Linked DNA regions of Mus musculus: all the other regions are linked to region 1. A link is a contact called in public HiChIP or PLAC-seq data. All regions are on one chromosome and are shown on one strand. Each heading gives the region's core, a stretch centred on a gene start, on an enhancer-like site or on the middle of the called end of the contact. The rest is flanking DNA. Distances are from core to core; before and after follow the strand shown.

Region 1 (4,821 bases), core at 1,113-3,612:
CAGGACAAAGCCAGGTCCTATAGAAGAGCAGTCAGTGCCTGTATCCACTGAGCCATCTCTCAAGCCTCATCATGTAGCAAAAATGAAATACCCCAGACAACAGTAAAATCACCCATTTTATTTTAATTACCAGAGCATCCATTATAATAATGGGAGGGAGGGTTAAATTCAATTGCACTAAACATATCAAGATAGAATTTCTGAAATGCCAACCCTTAGGAAGTAGAAGACAGAAGTAGGAAAACCAAAAATTAAATGCAGCAAGCTGAAATAAATAGGACAACAGATTTGCCCCAACACACTGTAATTTCCTTAATGCATAAGTGACCAAACTTCACCAGTCAAAATACTAGTTGGCTGACTGGGAATAGCCCAGCCACATGCTGTTCAGAAGAGACTTCAAATCAGTCTCGCTGGATGGTTGAGAATCAAAAGGTGTAAGAGGGGTAAATTATACAAACATTAACCGAAGCCGTCGGGCACCACTTGCTGGAGGACAATTATTTTATTTGCCGTGGAGTCAATAAAGTACTTGCCCAAGACAGTGGTAGGAACAGCTGGAGCGGCAGTCAGGAAGAATGTAGGAAAACTGAAACAACGGAAGCTCCCAGCAGCTTCTGACTGACACAGAACAACCCACAGAAATAGTAAAGTTGGGCATTTCTCAAAATCCTCATGGAATGGCCATCAAAGTAGATCAAGCTGTCAGACAGACAAAATTCAACAAATGTATGCCATACAACAGAGTTTATTCTTGTATAGTAAGGAATTATCCTCGAAATCAATGAAGTGCCATGGTGAGAAAAGTCTCTGCACACATGGAAGATAGAGAACACTTTTCTAAGTAGCAGGGTTTGTGTGGGGCCGAGGTAGTGGGCAAGGAAGCCTGGTGTTTCACATAGAAATGAATGTTCCGTAGAAAATAAAACTAGCATCCATGGGGTGTAGCTAAAGCAGTGGCCAGAGTGAAATTTATAAGTCTAAATGCCTGTACTAGAAATGAAAGGTGTTACAGCGATGACTGGATGTAGCCTGGGCTGGGCTGGGCACCACGGAGGCCTACCACCCCAATCCATTCGTTACTCACCCCACATACTGGATTCATTGTGCTCCCTCAGTGTTGTATGGGGCCTGAGATGAACCTCTTATTTGTAAACACTTCAGACAGCCATTTAAAGAGTCTTAGAAACATCTACCACCATTTCATGAGGTACAGAGACTTCACAGTCTCAGTAACTCCTTAACTTAAGGGTAAGGAAGCTTGCGGCTGTCCACTTCTTACTGGACGAGCCCTCAAGCCTGGCACGTAAGGAGGCCAGGTCTAAATTCCAGGGCTACCTAGACAAGTGAGCTCATCTTTTATCCATCTGCTGTGTTGCCTGGCCAGCATTTCCCTCTTCGTGCAGGACTGGCTCATCAGTGCAATGAAGCTACTTTTCCAGCCTGTTATGCAGGGCAAAGATGGATAGGAAGAGTGTCACTGTGTCACTAAAAGCTTCCCCACTTTGACAAAGAGCATCCAGACCCTTGCTCTGTGCATGCGTCTTTGTAGGGCAGATACTGGAGAACCAGAGGCTCAGCAGTTTCATGCCCCGTGCCAGGTCTCCTGGGTTCTGACTCTACACTGAGTAGATTAGGTCTGCAGAGCAGACTCGAGCTAAGTGCCTGCTGTTTGCTAAGTGCAGTGCATCACTATGGTTGGTTGGTTTATGTGTCCAAGCTGCCACCCGCTGAGATGAGTCCCAGGAATCATTAGCCTGGGCACACACGTGTATGTTTCCCCTCCATCTGGGTGAGGATATGACCTCAAATTCTAAGTCAACAAGAATTTCCTCTGTGCTCTGAGCTGATAAATCTCTAACCTCCTGCAGTGACAACGGGCTTATGATTAGCTTTCTACAGGTTCAGTGGCCCTGCCGGCTTTTAACGGTTTGAAAACAGCAAATTGGCCTTGGCTTCTAAGGCATAAGTAGTGTGGTGGTCATGCTCACTGAGTAGCTTGCTTCTCAGTCTGTCTTGGCAGTGGCCCAGTCTCCGTTCATAGACCATGAAGTTTAGGGTTGTGCCTTGGCCACCAGCAAAAGGAAAAACACAAAGAATGTGTTGTTTCACACCACCGAATGTGTTGTTTCACATTCGGTGCTTTCTACATCCTGCCTTCTCAGGACAACCAACAATGCAGCAGAGGAGGCTGCAGGAACTCAGTCCCTGCCTCTTTGTGCATGCACGCTTCCCGGGCTTCCCCCAAAGTGCAGGCTGCCTTCTAATGCCAAGAATCAAGCAAAACCTCCATTACCAGTGTGCTCTCCTCCCTCTGCCCCCAGCTTTGTGCTGCGTGGAGCCAGCCAGTTGTTGAGAATTCAGTGAGGTGATCCTGCCCCCTAGTGGCTATCATAGCTTCCTACAGCAGGGTGTCTTTATAATCTGTAAATTGTTGCCAGCTTAAAAGGGAGGATGAGTGTAATGGCAAATATTAGTCCCCTTAGAAAAGTGGCTCTCAACCTGATGGTCACAACCCTTTTCACAGGTGTCGCATATCAGATATTCTGCATATCAGGTATTTACATTAGGACTCATAACAGCAGCTAAATTACAATTATGAAGTAGTAAGGAAAAGAATTTTATGGTTGGAGTGGGGTCACCATAAGATGAAGAACTGTATTAAAAGATAGCAGCACTGGGAAGGTTAAGAGTCACTGCCTTAGAGGATAAAAGTATAGTTACTGAAGCCCTGTTGCTTATGGCCTGGGTTGGACCTGAACTTCATGGTAGACCCTGGACTTAGAGCTCCCTAGTTATTGACAACTGCAGGCCTCAGCCCTCCCGTTAGTCCCAGATGAAACCTGACGGGGCGTGTGGAAGCCAGGAAGACAATCAAATGAGTGGGGGGAATGTTTCCAACAAGTGGTGTTATCACCCCAACTATGGCAGGAGTTGCAAAAAGTCCAACATTCAGACTGAAAACCTGAGGTCGGTCTCATAAGTAGTGTCACAAATAATCCAGTATCATCCATGCCCCCAGAACAGAGGTAGCCGACACGAGCCAGCACATAAAGCACTGTCCTCGTGTTTTCATGTTTCCTTGGATGTCCCCTGGGAGCTGAAACAGGTTCTGTGGAGGTTTCTAAGGGAAGGAGAGAGGGTGCTGTTCTTTGTCTGTTACATGTGAATATGCTCTAGCAGTTTAACCTTGTGGGTAGAATGCTAGCTCTGTCTGCCATGACATATGTGTATGTATGTATGTATGTATGTATGTATGTATGTGTATGTGTGTGTATGTGTGTGTATGTATAGTTTCTGACCCCCTTGTGTATTCCCATTTCCTCTTCATTACCTCTGCAGAAGCATAGTTCTCTGGGTATTTGTGTGTGTGTGTGTGTGTGTGTGTGTGTGTGTGTGTGTGTGTGTATGTGTGTGTGTGTTTCTGCATCTGGAGACCAGACAAAAGCGCCTTCTCTGTGGAATAGTGGGCCTGCTCTAAAACCATGGCGAGAGTGAACTGTGAATACTCTAACACTTTACACTTGTGAGTAAAATGGTTGCTATGCCGCCCGACTTCCATAGACATCCCCTGTGAAGGAGACCTTTAACAGCGCGATGAGCTCCGGAGGCCTTGGGGATGGTGACATCTGTTGAAGCTCTCCCCCCTGCTGACAGCCTAGCAGGGATTATGGTCCCGAGCAGGCCATTTTTGGGGGACCTATGCTTTTAACTCAGCTGAAAACAAATTTTATCCACAGATGCTTTTCCAGTTGGTGTTGGTTTAAGAAACAAGAGGAATGTGTGTATAGATGGATGGGTCCTGGAAAGCAGCTCTGCAGCCTTTAATTGTGTATGGTGTGTCCGCTAAAAACACAGCTCTGTCCTTGGAAGGAAAGGAGACCATTTATTCCAAGCCTAATATGAGTGACCATTGGCTGGGAACATGGATCCAGGTGGCTTCAGATAGTAAGTTCCAACCTAGAACTGCTATATGAGCTGCTATAGCCACGTATCAGAAGAAGTTATTATTATTATTTTTGATTGACTATTTATTTTTTAAATTTTTATTATTATTATTTTTTAATTAGGTGTTTTCTTCATTTACATTTCCAATGCTACCCCGAAAGTCACCCAAACCCTCCCCCCCAACTCCCCTCCCTCCCACACTCCCACTTCTTGGCCCTGGCGTTCCCCTGTACTGAGGCAGATAAAGTTTGCAAGACCAATGGGCCTCTCTTTCCACTGATGGCTGACTAGGCCATCTTCTGATACATATGCAGCTAGAGATATGAGCTCTGGGGGTACTGGTTAGTTCATATTGTTGTTCCACTATAGCCTTGCAGACCCCTTTAGCTCCTTGGGTACTTTCTCTAGCTCCTCCATTGGGGGCCCTGTGTTCCATCCAATAGCTGACTGTGAGCATCCACTTCTGTGTTTGCTAGGCCCCAGCATAGCCTCGCAAGAGACAGCTATATCTGGGTCCTTTCAGCAAAATCTTGCTAGTGTGTGCAATGGTGTCAGTGTTTGGGGCCTGATTATGAGAAGAAGTTATTATTCAAGGTGTTTTTTTTAAAAAAATCACAGATGGGATTAGCAGGGCAGCAAATCAGGGAGATCTCTTGTCGCGTCCCACTCGACCAGCAAGAAAGACTCAACCACCGGTTCTTCTTTAAGCAGTTTACTCAGGCAGCTACTTTCTTCAAATCCCCCCAGCCTCTCTAGTTACAAGTGTTTTTCTCCACTCCAGCCACAACCACGCCCCCACCAATCACCACAGGTCACATCACCTCACCAGGCAGGCTTGCTCAGCCAATCAGGGATTAAGGGTGGGCCATCCAC
Region 2 (4,821 bases), core at 965-3,464, 360 kb before region 1:
GATGAGTCACTGGACACCCCATGAGCTGAATACCCATCTGATTAGATGCTCAAAGATACCTCATGCTGAGGTCTTGAGGGCCTTTCAGGGGTTGAGAATGCTCAAAGGGCAACCCTATTTATAGAAGTTTCCTATGGAACTGCTAAGCTTCCCAAACATGACTTGTAAATCCTATAGGGATGGGCAGAGAAGTACCCAGCCTACCAGGTTGGAAATGTTCCTTACTAGGGAACTCCTAGGCCTACCAGCAAAAATGTATGTGATGCTCTCATCAGCAGAGCTGTGGTGCTCCCACCAGCAAAGCTGCATGAGGTGCTCCCATCAGCAGAGCTGCAGGACGCACTCTTGCCTGCCTAAAAGGGCAAGTTGCTCACCTACCTTCCCTTCACACCATCCAAACCTCCTAACCTCAAGGCAGAGTGGCCATCAGAATCACTTGGGTAGAGAAATGACACTATCCATTACGTACCCTGTACCCAGATGGATACTTCATACTCTCTCCTGACCTGTCACACATAGGACTTTTCACAGGGCATTTATGTCCTGCTGCTCGTCCCCACTACCAGATCTCCAGAGCAAAGCCTGGGTAGGGCTTGAGCACAAATCCCATAGCTTCAACTTCCACTCTTTTACTCAAGATCAAAGGAAAGGGGAGAGGGAAGATTTTTTGGAGTCTGGTGATTTTCATCCATAGGCAAAGATCTGCTTATATGAAAACCTAAGATTACACAAAATCTAAGCAGTATTAAAAGGCTCCTAATGGCTTTGTTACCAAATATTTTGAATAGCATTCTTCAAAAGCTTTCTATTGTCCTGTTGTCAGGAACATGCAGGCTTTTTAAACTGAGCTCTGTGGATTTCTATTTTGGGCTTTGCCATCTGCACAAGGTTGTGAGGGTGAATGCAGCCTGGACATGTGTGGTTCTGTCAGTGGACACAGGAAACTTCTGCTCACTCCTTATCATACACCCTTCCAAGCTTTCCCGTCTGTCTGGGATCCGTTCCCCTCTTCTGATTCCCAGAGCATCAGTGTCCGACTCTCCCTAAGTCACCCTATTTCCTGCCAATAGGAGAGATCAGTAAACCCAGGAGGTGAAGCCAAGAAAACAGGAATACGATCTACCTGGATAAAAGAGTAGCCTTCCACTCCCATAAGAGTCTGGCAACATTCCCATAACCTTCAACTCCACCAAGACATTTCCCAGCCTCCCTCACTGAGGAGTGGGAAGCTCTGTATCCCATCACCCCGGAAGGAAGCAAGGGTTGCCGTGGGTAAGCAGCTGGGAGAGGACATGTATGTGGATCACTTCTGTGCAAAGGTGTAAGCACATGGTAAGAAGTGTAAAAGGATCTCTGCATCTCCCCAGCCATGGTGGCAAAGGCAGTTCCCATGGATCCCAGAAAAAGAAGCCTGCAAGCCAGATCTATGCACAGGGAACAGCTGTCCTACTCAGGCACCAGCACTTGGAGGATTTTGCCAGTGTGAGAACAAAACATTGAGAATGGAAAGAAAGACACAGAGATCAGGGAGACTTTAGTCAGCAAGCACAACAGAGATCAGCTTCCTCGGAGCATCACACATTCTAAAGAGGACTTAGGCCAACGGCTGCTCCCTTAGCTCCAGCTTCCTGAGATATCAGCGACTTTCTGCAGTTTCAAGGGCATGAATGGGACTGACTCATCCTGGAAAGAACAGAGCAAGGGACTGTCAATCTATCTCCATGCTCTGTGCTGTCTACACCTAAGGGTCACCTTTACCAACTCTACACAGGAAAGAAGAAAATGAAAAAATTGCCTTAGAGATAAGGCCCAGGCTGCAGGCAGCCATGCCCAGGGACTGAGAGCCATGGACAAAAACAGCCAGTAGGTCCTGGACCAACCCTGAGCTGGTGGACGATGTCGGGATTCAGAATAGTCTGCTATTTCCTTCATCCTCCTGCCATGCTACAAGAAATGAAAGAAATGAATTTCAAGCGATGAGGACTTGTATTTAATTATTATGATTTATTAGCACTGAGTCCATGAAGCAGTCCCTCGTCATGACATTTCTCATTCCCCAGTGCGCCTGTGAGTCTGCAGAGCCTCCTGCTGCATCTCGGGCAGTTCTTTTCATTATCGTCATCATTATTATTTATAGCAGCCTGGCCAGGAGGTAGCAGGGGAACTCCAGAAAGTTCGCAGCAAGTTCAAGGCCTTTAGAGCATCCATGGAAACCAGAGAACAGCCTTGCAGCTGGGAGAGAGTAGGCAGCTGCCTGATGGTTTCAGGGACTGTGGCCATCAGTCTGAGGGACTGTGGCCATTAGCCTGAGCATCTCCAGAGACCATGGCCATCAGTCTGAGGGTGTCCAGGGACTGTAGCCATCAGTGTAAGGGTGAGGGCTCCAGGGACCATGGCCATCAGTCTGAGGGTGTCCAGGGACTGTAGCCATCAGTGTAAAGGTGAGGGCTCCAGGGACCATGGCCATTGGTCTCCAGGGATGAAAGGGTGCAACTTTTGCTCTTTCTTCTTTCAAGGACAACAACAACAAAGCAATAAGCTAAAAATTGCATACAATTTACTATTCTCTCAATTTTTAATTGCACAGAACAACTCGGTGGCGTTTAATGTGTTCATGTAACTATGCAACCAGCATCACCATTAGCCTCCAGAATCTTTTCATCTTGTAAGACTGAATAGTTATGACTATTGAGCTGCTAAGACTCAGTATAATAAGAGCACTTTTAAATAAAACTGCAGTGCCTACCTGGTGGGTGCTTTGGAGCCAAACCATAGACATGTTGTTTTGGAGTAGAATGCTCATAGATTACCACAACTGCATTCCTAATAGAGCAGTCGCACAATACTAGATGAAGACAAGATGCAATAGTCAGAGGAAAACCTTGAGAATAAACACAGAAGCAGCAGGTTCCTAACTCCATCAGACACAGGTCTTCGCTCAAAGTATTATTTCCTCCCGCCTAGCTGGGAGGCCAACAGACATGAAGCAGGGAATATTGAGAGAGAAAATGGTTCCAAAGTCTCACCTCTGAGTCTGGGAGGGTGTGTTTCAGCCCTGTGCTCCTGAGCTGGGTAACCGATCACCTAAGATGAGGAGTCTGTGTGGAGCTTGGAGCTAGTGACAGCGGCACTGTCCAGGAGTCACAACAGCAAACACTCTGGGTTATTCCATGGTTCCCAAGCACTGGACATGTTTTAGTGAAGGTTACTTATCTTGCCATAAATCACACCATTATCAGTACTGTGCAGTAGGCCGTAATTGATTCACAAAGCTATGACACCATCACCACACTCTAACAGCAGCATGTTCTTTTTTTTTTTTTTTTTAATTTGGTTTTTCAAGACAGGGTTTCTCTTTATAGTCCTGGCTGTCCTGGAACTCAGAAATCCGCCTGCCTCTGCCTCCTGAGTGCTGGGATTAAAGGCATGCGCCACCACACCTGGCTCCAGCAGCATGTTCTTAGCACACAAAAGAAGCCATATGCCTGTTAGCACTTTCACCTCCTTCCTACTTCTCGCCACATGGATTAGTCTACTGTCTGTCATTATTGGTTTGCCAGTTCGGGACGGTACTGCAAATGGAATCATGTTAAATGTGGTTCACTCACTGAGCATGCTTCAGAGGCTTACTCCTGTGGTGACAGCTGTCAGCATTTCACTTTTTTAATACTTTTAGATAACACCTGCCTAAAGAGTTTAACAAGATCTCGTCAAGAATATCTGACCATGCAAGTTAAAGAATTCAGAGTCTCATTGGTTGCTATGTAAATATTTGGACAATAAATGATTTTCCCACATCCATCACCACCACCAAAAAAAAAATCATTTTTGAAAATATTCCATTTACAATAGTAAAAACAAAAAAAAGTATAGAATGCTATGGACAGTTAAATTTAAGATTTACAGGCAATATAAAAAGAGTAACTTGGTGTCTTGGCAGTGGTTCTAATGTCAATACTACGGAATAAGCCAGATGGGGTTTTACAGCTTTGTGAGCCATGAGATCTGTATCTCTGCCTCTCATTTCTGCCTCTCCAGTACAAAAGCAGCCAGAGCCAAAGCATAAATGAATGAGGGCAACCGCATTCCAATAAAGCTTTATTTACTCAGATGAGGAGAGGGGCAAGCTGTCTCATGGGATGCAGTTTTGCAGCCCAGCCTCCGCTATAAATGGCTGCCTTGTTTTTCTACTGTAAAATTCTACAGTGAGTACTATGCTGTTTCTAAATAGTTCCCTGCCTTGAAATATTTCCTAGAGATAAATTATTGAAATTTGGACTGCTGAGCAAAGGAGTAAGTATATAGAACTGATGTCATGCGGCAGACATTGACAAACTGCAGCCTAAATCACTATTCATGAGGATCCTCATCTCATGGTCACAAGTATTAGAGATATCATTTTTAAACTGTTTAATAAAGCTTAGAAGTTTCAAGCAGGGAGTTAAAGAGAGGGCTCAGTAGCTAAGGGTGGATACTGCTGTTCCAGAAATCATAAGTCCATTCCTAACACCCATGTCAGGACTCTCACAAGGACCTGTAATTCAAGCTCTGTGGAATAAAATACACTCTTCTGGCCTCTGTAGGCACTGGGCTCATATGCATATACTCTCCCAACCCTCCCCACTTCCCACTCATATACACATAATTAAAAATAAAATATTTTTGAAATTATAATTACATTTCCTCTTCCTTTTCAACCCTCCCATATGCTGCCCTCCTTGCCCTCTTTCAAATTCATATATATATATATATGTGTGTGTGTGTGTGTGTGTGTGTGTAATAACAATAAGTAAAAAGGAGGCTATGAATTTGAATATATAT
Region 3 (4,821 bases), core at 919-3,418, 270 kb before region 1:
GGTAATTCTATCACTGTTTTGTGACCTCTATCATATAAAGCATTCAATTCTCTGCTCAGATTTCTTCAAAGTATTTTGTTGCTGTGAATGGGATTGCTTTCTTGATTTCTTTTTCGGGAATTTCATAATTGGTGCATTGATTTTCTACTCTACAAGTTTACTGAATGAATTTGTACATTCTAACAGTTTATGAAGGAAGTGTCGCCGTTCTATCTACAATCATGTCATCAGCACAATAAGCTGACCCCCTCTTCCCATAGCCAGATGATCAGCATTTCTTTCTCTTACCTTGTTGCTTGGCTGACACATGATACATAGACATTGGACTTTTTTTGAAAGTGGAGAGCAAAGTTTCCTTAGGCTAAAGATGACAGAGACCTTCAACTTCTTAACCTTGTGCCTCCACCTGGGATTACAAGAATACACCACCATTTCCTATTTGATGATGTGTTGAGAATCTAACCCAGAGTTTTGTTCATACTAGGTCAGTGTGCTACCACTGAGCCACAAGCTCAGCCCCAAATTGGGCATTCTTCTCTTTTGTTCCAGTCTTTGAGAAACAGTGATAGTTTTTTCCACGGGTATGATGTTGAAACATTCACCCCACAGGAAAGCTCCTTAATCAAGAAAGTAAACAACTGAAAATAGCCTCAGGAAGTCCCTGAAACTGATCAGATTCACCAGCCCTCCCCCAATCCCCATCCCTGCCAGAGTAAGAAATAAATCCAGAGAGTCCAAGGATGCAAAGAAGACTCCCAAATGGGCAAAGCTGAAAGAAGACTCTGAGACCAGATCAGCTGCCTTAAAGGAACCAGCTAAGCTGCCTGCAAGAAGTCTAGATGTACTGAGTCACATGGAAGGGACAGCTCCAACTTCTTGAGCTGCCTACAGGCAGTGTTCTCCATGGTTCCAGCTTTGGTGAGCTGTCACCCATACTAGGGTGAGCTTTGAGTCATTTCTGCTCCTGTTTGTATCTTCTCATCCTGTAAGGGTCTGTGATACCATGAAGAATGACACCCCGACTCAAATAGGATGTAAACTCAAAGAGTGTTTTATTCTGCATTAGTCCAGCGTGCCGGGGTCTCCCATTACCAAGATAGAGAAACAGCCAAGTGAGCTCGCAGGCCTGATTTAAAGCACATTAGGGGATTCTAGGGTAGGTGACCTCTATGGTAATATGTTGGGTCCATTTCTACAGACATTCCGTTACCTGGGTGTGGTGGAACTTTCTGGGAAGATCTGGAAACTGCTGGTAACCCATTGTCCTTGATTCAGGCCAGGTGGCAGGGCAGCTTCTGAAGCTGGACTTGCCTAGAATTGCCCAGTTCCTGGAACCAGCCTACTCTTCTCTACCCAGACTCCTGTAAGTAACCCTAATAAAACCCATGGGCTCATCGAGTTGGACTTTGGTGATATCTCTTCTTTGGCCTGTTGTGGTCTCCCTATCTGGGGGGAATAGATCCTTGTGTAGTGTCTCCCTAGGAAAAGCCTGTCCCGCAATGCTGAAATGCACACATATGCTGTTAACCAGGTATTTTGTGAGATGTGTAACACCTTTGCTGAGTATTACCTTCAGTACCACCGTTTTAATAAAGAAAAACATGCATACATAAGGAGGAAAATCAAAAGGAAGGAGGACAAATGAATGACAACAAGTCGGGCAAGTGGTACACAGTGAGATCCTGAGAAGCAGGAGGGCCAGAAGTGCTAGGCCAGCATAGCAAGTTCAAGGCTAGCCTGGGTCACACAGAAAGGCTCTGTGTCTTAAACAAATAAATAAAGCAAGCAAATACTCAAAGGCGGGACTGGGATCCCAGCAGGGCTCACGATAAAGCCTCTCCCTCAGTAATACAGACCTGGGCGAGCGTTAGGACCAGGGTGACTGACCTTGTATCCAGGGCTCTACAAAGGTCCAGGGTTATAAGATAAATAAATCCGTGTCATCTGCCCAGGAGTGAGTTCCTATGTAAGTCCATGCGAATGCATTTCTAAAGGCAGGATGGTCATGACCTTTATGGCCTTTCTTTAAACCTAACCATGCTTTATACTAGCACTGGGCTGGGGCAGCTCTCTTGGCAGCCTTTGCCTTGGGGGCTGATGTCTGCAGCAGGGAAGGCTCTGGTCTATCACAGCAGCGTTTTCCCTTCTGCACCCCTGGATCCCGCCCAGCAGGGGCCTGACTCACAGTACAGGCTCAGTAAACATATAGTTGATCAGCAACAGGACTGCTTCCTGGCTTCAAACACTGGCGACTAAACTCTTCAGGCATAATTACAGAAGAGCCTTCCACTTTATGTCTTGTAATCCACAAGACAATGTCTTTCCTTTGCAAGCAGCCCAAGGCCCAGCGGGCTTTGTGTGGACAGACAGCAGAAGCGGGACCTCCAACTTTCCTGCCTCGCCCCCACTGGTTTACTTTATTTTATTTTTTTTTTCAGAGATGCTGCCAAATAAAGAGGATTAGCCCTGTTCCAGGGTTTTGAAGCTCTGTTGTGCATTCCACGGGGGGATCAGGTTACATGCAGGGGTGGGGCTGATTCTTGAGCTATACTAAGAGTGAGCTTCTGTCTGGAGATGGGGGAGGAGAGAAAGGATGGCAAATGGCAAAACAAATCAGGCCCGAGCCAGTCTTTTGGGCAGGACTCAAAAGGAGCAGAAGCACACACACACTGCCATTCACGCACCCTCGCTCGCAAGAATGCACACTCTACAGCGTGCCCACCTCCATTTGCAAAAGCCCGCACTCACAGGCTTGTTTAAATGCACACTGTGCACACACATAGACACAAGTTCACACTCAACAAACAGATGCACGTGTCAAGAGAAAGTAGTGTTGGTACTGTGCCAGATTCCACGTTCTGCCTTATATACCGTGTCACTCATTTTTCTGGCTGTCCTTCTGGGTACTTGTGACCACATACTTCCCAGCTGCATGAACAGAGACTCCAGAGCCAGTCCTGACCCTGTGACTGACAGCTCTGGCTCTATCAGCTCACTCACCTGTCTTCCTTTCCCACCAGCTCGGACGTCTCGGTTTTATGTAAGGCAAACATCTTGCCATACATTAAGGTGCCCAGTCTATTCTTCTGATAAACATAAAGATCTTTGGCTATGAGCTGGCAAGATGACTCGGCTTTCTGCCAAGCCTGAGAACCACAGTTTAGTCCCCAGAACTCACATGATGGAGAGAGCCAACATCCACAGATTGTCCCGGGACCTCTAACACACACAGTGGTACATGTGCACACCCATAAACACATACGCACAAAATAAATGCATGTAATAAAATAAAATAAAAAAACAGAGGAAGGTTTGCAAAGAGTCCTGCTTATAAGGTCATGAAAGTAAACATGCTTCACTGGGCTTAGGTGTCTGCCTCGTCTTTGTTTCTAATTTCCACTGTGACATTTCAAAAGCTCTTTGGCATTTGGCACAGCTAAGATGAGGGATGATACTGGGCAGGCAGTCTCGAGGCTCAATGGCTACCACATGGAGAACTCATGACCACAGTGTCCCGATCCCCAAATCAGGCGCTTTCTATTTGTGAAATTGTGAACATAAAAGAGTTCATTTTCAAGCAGACATTTCTAAGTTGGCTAAGCCTGCATGGAGCCAGAATCTTCTAGCACACAGACTCCAGGGCCTGGAGGCAATCAGACATCAGCCAGTGTTTCCTTCTCCCCTAACTGACAGCCATAACTAATGCCAGGGTGGAGGAGGATGCGTTGTTCCGTGCAGCAGCTGCCAGGGACTAGGACAACTGTCTCTGCTTGACATCACCTTTAAAAAAAGAAAATAGAAAAGAAAAAATGTCTTGGGTGTGAAGCATGAGGAAGAATGGAGTGAAGACTTGCCCTAGCTTTCCAGGCAAAGGGGTGACTAGCCCTATTTCTCCTCAGATACTCTGCACCGGTGACAGTGAGGGAAAACTCTAGTAGCCTGAAAACTCAAGCCCCAGCCTTGGGGAGCCTTGATGGGTGCTCTCAGGTTGGAGAAGGCACCTAACAAGATGTTAGGAAAGGGCTGGGCAGCCTAACACTAAGGACAGGAAAGAACCTGGTCCCTCTGTTCAACGGCTCCAGGGTGTGATACTGATCTAGCCTGGTCTCTTCCTGCCTGTACAGAGCACACAGTATCTTCTAGAAAGTGGCTGTCATCTGGGGAAAGGTGAATTCTGTATAGTAGATGGGACTATGTTGAAAGAGAAGTAGCACTCTTAGATTTTATAAAAATCTTACTGCTTGCTGAAGGTTTGCAAAACAAACGAACAAAAAACCCTCCAAAACTCAACTAAGCACAAAACAAATGTCACTGAGCCAAACCTGTGCACCACCTGATGAAACCAAGAGTCACACAGGCTCTGCCTTCCATTATACCACCTGACTTGCCATCACATACCATTTCCTCTACCTCTCAGTTTTGCTTTGGTTTGGTTTGGTTTTCTTCCCTTGGAAAGGCAATGGCACGAAAGCTGCTTCTTTCAGATTCACAGAAGGACCGGGACAAGGCTGGTGCGTTCTTGTCTGGATGGAGACTGGGTCCCTGTTCTGTTCCTCCACTCTGTTCCCCTCCTTTCTTCCCAGATTTCCTGTTTAAATGAGTCCACTCACTGGGCTCTTCCCAGTCCTCCCCAGATGCTGCGCATGTTCCTTGGATAAGCTGATTAGGTGCCCACAGACCACCCTTCCCAGCAGCAGTTGCTCCCCCTCCATGCTCAGCTGCTAAGCTGGAATCCTTTCTGGGCAGGCTCCAGTAAGGCTTGCCCTTCACCTCTTCTACATCGAGCATTCTCATTCACTATTTTAATGCCAGTCCCCTCTG

Evidence for each region. HiChIP or PLAC-seq counts read pairs in DNA pulled down with a chosen protein or histone mark.
Region 2: a contact with region 1 is called in an H3K27ac HiChIP or PLAC-seq map of VIP interneurons, with 5 times the contacts expected there. The contact joins two enhancer-like sites. A contact is called at or near these places in 4 of 484 Hi-C or Micro-C datasets (bone marrow-derived macrophages, embryonic fibroblasts, neural progenitor cells and 1 more) and 2 of 115 datasets of contacts at active chromatin or transcription factors (VIP interneurons and embryonic stem cells).
Region 3: an HNF4G HiChIP or PLAC-seq map of pancreatic cancer cells shows a contact between it and region 1. The contact joins two enhancer-like sites. A contact is called at or near these places in 2 of 484 Hi-C or Micro-C datasets (embryonic stem cells and olfactory sensory neurons) and 1 of 115 datasets of contacts at active chromatin or transcription factors (pancreatic cancer cells).

The regions. Positions count from the first base shown.
Region 1 is chr11:8,421,967-8,426,787 of GRCm38.p6, reverse strand. No RefSeq gene overlaps it. Among named protein-coding and RNA genes, the nearest start is that of Tns3, 240 kb to the left of the region's middle. Within about 2 kb of position 2,362, at least 83 of the 459 cell types and tissues checked have an H3K27ac peak or open chromatin away from gene starts, as enhancers often do. A contact at or near this core is called in VIP interneurons and pancreatic cancer cells, where this site is marked.
Region 2 is chr11:8,778,889-8,783,709 of GRCm38.p6, reverse strand. No RefSeq gene overlaps it. Among named protein-coding and RNA genes, the nearest start is that of Gm36772, 18 kb to the left of the region's middle. Within about 2 kb of position 2,214, at least 36 of the 459 cell types and tissues checked have an H3K27ac peak or open chromatin away from gene starts, as enhancers often do. A contact at or near this core is called in VIP interneurons, where this site is marked.
Region 3 is chr11:8,690,713-8,695,533 of GRCm38.p6, reverse strand. No RefSeq gene overlaps it. Among named protein-coding and RNA genes, the nearest start is that of Tns3, 29 kb to the right of the region's middle. Within about 2 kb of position 2,168, at least 137 of the 459 cell types and tissues checked have an H3K27ac peak or open chromatin away from gene starts, as enhancers often do. A contact at or near this core is called in pancreatic cancer cells, where this site is marked.